2 separate regions of the Mus musculus genome follow, and region 2 is linked to region 1. A link is a contact called in public promoter capture Hi-C data. All regions are on one chromosome and are shown on one strand. Each heading gives the region's core, a stretch centred on a gene start, on an enhancer-like site or on the middle of the called end of the contact. The rest is flanking DNA. Distances are from core to core; before and after follow the strand shown.

The links. Promoter capture Hi-C pulls out the DNA fragments that hold promoters and counts their contacts.
Region 2: a contact with region 1 is called in a promoter capture Hi-C map of the HPC-7 cell line, with 2.7 times the contacts expected there. The contact joins the enhancer-like site here to the promoter of Secisbp2 in region 1. A contact is called at or near these places in 7 of 39 promoter capture datasets (the C10 cell line, the HPC-7 cell line, HPC-7-derived erythroid cells and 4 more), 19 of 484 Hi-C or Micro-C datasets (the 3T3-L1 cell line, the AML12 cell line, B cells and 13 more), 8 of 115 datasets of contacts at active chromatin or transcription factors (the 230-238 cell line, CD8 T cells, the HPC-7 cell line and 3 more) and 4 of 9 other capture datasets (adipose tissue, embryonic stem cells, liver and 1 more).

Annotation. Positions count from the first base shown.
Region 1 is chr13:51,650,116-51,653,450 of GRCm38.p6, forward strand. Secisbp2 (SECIS binding protein 2) reads left to right here and starts at 1,593. Exons shown (of 17, transcript NM_029279.2): 1 at 1,593-1,705; 2 at 2,492-2,640. The coding sequence starts at 1,670. Cks2 (CDC28 protein kinase regulatory subunit 2) reads left to right here. Exons shown (of 3, transcript NM_025415.3): 3 at 222-547. The coding sequence ends at 274.
Region 2 is chr13:51,684,033-51,687,555 of GRCm38.p6, forward strand. Secisbp2 (SECIS binding protein 2) reads left to right here. Exons shown (of 17, transcript NM_029279.2): 17 at 1-12. It also overlaps a transcript of Sema4d not described here. Among named protein-coding and RNA genes, the nearest start is that of Secisbp2, 34 kb to the left of the region's middle. Within about 2 kb of position 1,374, at least 18 of the 459 cell types and tissues checked have an H3K27ac peak or open chromatin away from gene starts, as enhancers often do. A contact at or near this core is called in the HPC-7 cell line and rod photoreceptor, where this site is marked.

The sequences.
Region 1 (3,335 bases), core at 343-2,842:
AGCAGCTGACTTGAATTAGCTGTTCTTTTTTCAAAGAGATTACATTTCTCTTCACTGAAAATGATTTTGCAGGTAGAAATTATTTTCCAGAGTCGGTCAAAGGATAAAATGGTAGAACAATGCTATTATACGAGTTTGTCCGCATTTACTATTTATTACACCGACAATTCATTTTGAATACTTCAAATAGTGACATGGAACTTAATATTTTCTTTCCACAGAACCGCATATTCTTCTCTTTAGACGACCTCTTCCAAAAGAACAACAAAAATGAAGTGCAGCTGGGATCATCTAATCTTTTTCAAATTTAATGTATATGTGTATATAAGGTAGTATTCAGTGAATACTTGAAAAGTGTACAAACCTTTCATCCATACCTGTGCATGCGCTGTATTCTTCACAGCAACAGAGCTCAGTCAAATGCAACTGCAAGTAGGGTTGTTTTAAGTTGTTCAAGATAGTTTCTTGTAGTTTTTTCTTAATATAAATGCCTGTTTTATTTTACCTGTTTTGTTAAATAAAGTTTGTATATTGCATTTATATCACCATTGTTGAAATTAATTTGACTTGATTATTTTTACCCCTGGGGAAAATAAACATACTTGAAAAAGAAATATAAGAAAATAAACATACTTGAAAAAGAAATATTAAGCTCCAAATGAGGATATTACAGCTTTATTGCCAGTTTACTTCCTAAATAACTTTGGATTCTGCAAGTGAACAGAAAAACCCACCGCTTGATAGTGTCCACAAGTCTACAAAAAGTCTAGTGGTTTCAGAGAAAAGTATCTTAAAAGTTCAGGTGCCACATTCGTGCATCTTGTGTGAACCAAGAAATTAAGCACACATCAGTGGATAGCCATAAAAAAAAGTATGAGTGGCCAGAAACAAGACTGTAGTTAGACATTAGCAGGGGTGATTTCTCATTGAACACAGTAAACACTACAGAGCCACAGCCTTCCATGTGTGGGATACACTAGACCTAACAGGGCTACTGACCATGAACTGGCACTGGTGTCTTGCTTGAAAAAAAGGGCTGGTGTTTAATTCTAACCCTACAGACTGACTCCAAGGCCTGTTTGCCAAATGCCCCCACATTGCAGGCGACCTTTTTCTGTCCTTCGACCTGTTTCTGTGCTCTTGGTTTCATTTTGGAGTTGTGTTTTGCGAGAGCTTCCTGTTGTCCAGGCCCCAGCAGAAGTCTCACATAGCTAAACATTTGACTCCTCTTAGTTCCAAGGTTCTTCATCTGCCTGCAGGCACCCGCCATGACATCCTACTAGAAACTCCACAGGAGCAGATGCTCCTGGAAGCTCACCACTGAGCAGGTCTGCCGGCCTCACTCTTACTAGGAGTCTCCCTCCTGCACTGCATCAGTGCGGGCGCCCAGAGCCTGGCCTCCCCTAGTGTCACATCACCAAGCCCGCCCCACGTAAGAGCTCAGCCGCGCCCTTCCTGGCCCACCACAAGCCACCCCCTAGAGCTGTCGCTGCCCCAGTCTTCCACGTGCGGCTCCGGAGGCCCGGGACGCCGAGCACTTCCGGCAGGGAAGGCCTCCGTCGCGCCTCGGTGACGTACGTCCTGGCGCCGCCGCGCAGGAAGGCGGAAACGCTGAGTCGTTGGTTAGGCGCGCCGCTAGCTTCACGGCGCGGGCTCTTCCGTGGCCGCCATGGCGTCGGAGCGGCCGCGGGAGCCGGACGGCGAGGTAAGGGGCGGGCTGCGGGTCTAGGCACACGCGCGGGGCCGCCGGGCCTGAGGTTCGGGGATGGGGGGCTTGACCACCCTCTCACGGTTCGGCCAGCGAAATGATAACACATAGGCTACCTACGGCCTCGGGCACCTCGCACCCGCGTCCGCGCCTGCCATGACCGCTAGATGGCGCGCCGGCCGTCCCAGAAATCCACTCTAAATTGGCCAAACGCGGTGATAAAAGTTGTCAGAATAACCCATACTCTGCGTTCCAAGGGCTCATGGCTGTGGGATGATTTTTCTCTCAGAGGTTCCGTGTGGTTTACTAACTACAGATGAAATATGTGGTGATTTTTGTTGAGAAGTTAGATGGCAATAAATGTCAGCGGTGTGTTTTACATAATAACTTTGAGCGTCCTTTGGGTATAGTTTAGCGACACTAGGTACAGGGTTCTTATATATCTCATGTATAAAGATGGAAGAGGTAAAAATAACTATCTTCAAGTTTAAATCCTCAGAAGCATTCCGAGTTGTGGTTCTTGTTATATAACAAGGTTGGGGTTTCCTTCGACTTTAATTCATTGTCCTTTTTTCACATGTAAGGTCCAGTAACCTTTTTTTTTTTTTTAATAATAAAAACATCAGGGAGATATTGTTGCCAAACACATTTTTGTCTTTGCACTGCACCTTTGTAATCACCAATGGGCCTATCAGAATGGCGCACCTTTCTTGTGGTTTGTATTTGATGGCATTTGGCGAATCTCAGGAGCGTTAAAGCCCATCCCCACCCTCTCATCCTCAGGATAGCATCAAGTTGTCAGCTGATGTCAAACCATTCGTCCCTAAGTTTGCTGGGCTCAACGTGGCGTGGTCAGAGTCCTCAGAGACACGTGTCTTCCCAGGCTGTGCGGCCACCTACTATCCATTTGTACAGGAACCACCAGCAGCTGAGTATGTATTTTCTCGATGCCTTGCCTCATGCAGAGGGTTTCTCTCCCAGAGGTAGTGATTAGAGCCTCACACACTGAAACATACATAACATCTTACAGGACGGCTTGCAGGTGAGGAAAGGAGGCTCTTCAACCAGCAAAGATTGGGCTCTGTAGCCTGACTAAATTCTGTGCAAAAACTTCATCCAGGAAGGGACCGACACTACGGAACTTAGAAAGTACAGTTGCAGGGTCATTTGTTTACAGTTGATACTGGTTCACGCGTGTAGGGACTGAGGATGCTGCTTTGCCATTTGTCAGGCCCTGGGCTTGATCTTCAGAGCTACCAAAGCAAGACAGAACCAAACAAATTCACATTTGTATTGGGAAAAGAAACGGCAAGAAGGAAGGGTAAATGGGAAAAGGACAGATGGATGAAGGATCAGATAGATAACATGCCAGGCTGGACAACTTAGCGAGACCCTGTCTCCAGTGACAGAGCTCCGTGGTGCAGCTCTTTCTGTCAAACACAAGGCCTCAGGGTCAATCCCCAGTCTACTGAATAATTACCAAGGTGCCCATCTTTTACGGCTCCTGGCCTCCGTGGTGTGCAGGATCCTCTTTGTACTCTGGCCTTCTGGGCAGCATAGTGCAGGATGTGAGGGGCTGAAAGGGCAGGACTGGAGGAAGACTGTGCAGGCTGTAGTGCAACTCCTC
Region 2 (3,523 bases), core at 124-2,623, 34 kb after region 1:
TATTTAATTTCATCTCAGGCTATTGTGATCTTAGGTGAGTGGTATCAGTCTCACAGGTTAGCAATGGAGTTCCTTACTGACTTGGTCCTCTTTTGCACTGCGGTGGTGTGACGGGCCCAGTCATCATACCCAGTTCCAGACCCAGGGACTATGGCATCCCTAATAGACCTTTGCGTCTCTTTTGCCCGAGTCTGCCCCATGTCAGGAATGCAGCTGCACTCAACATAGCCTCTGAGGACAGAGCGGCTTGTGCCGAGCAGAGAAAGTGGGAGACTGGGTCAGAACGGCATCCCAGTGGCCTGCCGTTCGGAGCCTACGGCTAGTTCTCACCCCTGGTTGACCCTGTTGTTGACTTTGTGGCAGCCTGGGATGGATTTGGTGGAATTAGGTCAGCAGCTTTTCTCCCCCTCATGTCAGTAAGCCACAAGCTGGTTATAGTAAGTTTAGAAATAGAGTCTTTGAGAAAAAAAGGCTCTTAAATGAATTTATAGGGATTTTTAAAAGAACCCTATCAGCTGCATTAAGCAGCTAGAATTTTGAAATTTGATAGGACAAAAACAAAAACAAAACCTGGTCTGAAATGTCTTGTGATTTGAAGGCTTCCTGCCCCGAGCTGCCTCATCTATGGCGCACGTCTGCTAGTCCAGGCTCCTGGCCCACACAAGAACCCTTGGGTGCTGGACTTCTGAGTTCTCATTCTGCCTCCAGAAATCCTTGCCATTGACATTGCACATCCTCTCCTGGGGTGCCCTGGTTGTGCCATCACTCTCTTGGCACTCCTGCAGAGGCCAGTGCTTCAGGTGAAGTCAGCTAGTCTTCCTTGGGCCCACTGTGCCAGGGGTGCCCAGGACAGGGTCACAGGAATGAGCACCAGACTGAACACAAGTGCAGATGCCCACTCTTGTTGCAGCTGAGCAGGGAATCTTACTAAACATACTTCCTGCCCGAGCATCCTCTGCCACCTCAGTGTATGATTGCTTTGTGTCATAGACAGGTCCTGACAAATCCAGTCTTCATGGAAGATACAGGGAGCAATGACAAGCCACACCTCAAATACAACCAGTGAAAGTAGTTCACAAGAAAATTCTGTTCCAAGGGTGTGAGGGTGCTGCAAGCATGGCTCGTGTGCATTAGCCAGATGAGTGACCAGGGGCCAGGCTGTGCTTAGATGAGAAGACAGTACACATGACCATCAGTGTGTCTGTCTCTGCCCAGAACTGGCCCCAAGAGGGACCTGCTAATCCCACACCTTGAAGCTTACCTGATTCATTTGTCCCAGAAAGAAAGGACATTGAGCAGGCTGAGCAAGGCAGTGTCTCCAGGTATCATAGAAGGGCGTGGCTTGGTTATGAACAGAGTTTTAGGTTTTATGATTGACAAGAAGAGACTTGTCTGTGGAGATTAAAGGCTGAGTAGGTCTTGGGCCACACCTCCCCAGGTCACACACACCCACAAGCTTCAAAGATTAACTGTACTATAAAGACCTAGAGACATGCTAACTCAGCACTGGAAAACAGTTTAATACGGCACCTGAAGGTTTGCATAATTGGCCTGTTTGGCATTTCTACCTCAGAAGCGGAGCGCTGACAGGGTAAACGGGTGGGAAGCACTGTGCTTTGGAAAACAGCCTTGGGCTCTGAGATAAGCGAAGAGCAACTTCCTCATGTCACTCAAGGTTTAAGGCAAAAGATTCTCACATGGACCCCACCTCTCCTATCCCAGCTTAGCCCCTGGAACAACCTGTTTCCTAGGTGGCCACAGCAGCAGACTTGAGTTAGATCTACAGAAGGGGAGTGGAGATTAGCTGTTCTGGCCCTGGGGGAGGGACAGGAGTGCAGGGAAGTCCTGGGGAGAATGCAGGGTGTCTGCCATCCGGTTAGCCTTCATGACAGACCTGCTGCTCTGTCATCTGCTTGGGTGAGGAGCCTTCTGTTTCTGCCAGGCAGACTGATCTTTCTGCTACATAAGAGCTAATGTAGAAAGGTCTTGTTCTGTCTCAGGCCTACTGGGGTTCAGGCCTAGAGATTCCCAGCCTCTAGGAAGGGACACTCAGGCTGTGGCGAATGGCAGTGTGGAGCCAGCCAAGACACAATAGCTTGGTGCAGTAGGTGCTGTGCGTTCATCAGGTACGTCTGCAGCTGGTGTCAACAAGGTCACTTGGGATCAGTCCAGAACTGCCTCTGGTGGCTAGAAGGTATCCTTGCTGCAGCTTTCCTACAGAACAAAAACAAGAATTCAAGGTAGTTTCTGAGTGATTGGCCCAGTAGACTAGGCCTTCCCTGCTCTGGGGTGGAATGGTGGAAACCCCCCCCCATCCCAACCCCCAGGGCGTCAAGTTAAGAGTATGCAAGTGGTCTCTCTCAGGACTCTCTCTTTTTTTTGGGGGGGGGGGGTTAAAATTATTTATTTGTTTATTTATTTATTAATTATATGTGAGTACACTGTAGCTGTCTTCAGATACACCAGAAGAGGGTGTCAGATCTCATTACAGATGGTTGTGAACCATGTGGTTGCTGGGAATTGAATTCAGGACTTTTGGAAGAGCAGTCAGGCTGAGCCATCTCTCCAGCCCCATCTCTCAGGACTCTTGAGACAAAGGCAGCACTGTGTGCTCTCGTTTCAGACAGGTGCTTATGAGCCCATGCTGCTTAGCCTTCAGAAAGAGGCTGTGGTCAATGGCTGAGATGATTGGCGTCTCCTAGTGTCAAAGAGGACCCTTGGAGGGGAGATTTGCATGGGCTCTGATGAGAGGACTAGCAACACTCACTGTGACAGCCTGGCAGTTATCTGATGCACATACTTAGGCCTCCCCAAGGTTAGAGCTCCCTGCTTGTGTGTGGCAGCTAACCGCAGGGTAAATCTAGCCAAGGGGCAGCACAGTGACTTGAGCCTATGTGAGGGCACCCTTCCTGAGGAAGCCTCTTCCACAAGCTTGTACGTAGTGACAGTCCCACCTTCCCATGTTCTTCAACAGCAGCTAGTCTCCTGCTCTCATGAAAGCAGTGAGTTCCAGGGGCTGGGGCAGCCTTGGGACCTAGGAAAAAGCTACTGGCCTGTACGTGACCTAAAATGTGTTTTGGTCTCCTCTTACAACATTGTCATATCCTTGATCCTACTAGCCTCAGTAACAGCCCAGAATTCCCTTGGGGCAATAGAGAAGCAGAACTTGTCTGTAGGCTAAGAGGAAGTCAGAGGGGCCCAGTGTCCAAAGAGCAGTGGGCAAAAAGCTCCCTGCTGGCCAGGTACATACCCATGCCTTCCTCCAGCCCTGCATCAGCCTGTCATGCTCCCCGGCCACAGCACGCCACGTAGCAAGTTCCTGGCTCCACTTTTCCTGCTGCAGTGCCTCTGGAAGACAAGCAGAGTCAAGGCCATAGCTTTGCAGCCTCCGGGTTGCTGTTGGTTCACACTGTCCAGGACCACACCATAGGCTGGGCGGGTGGATCCCAGTTCTCGTCTGCTTTAGTGGCCTGTCCCACTGGGGAATCCCCTCAGTGGCCTGAATGGGCCACAGCAGAGCTCT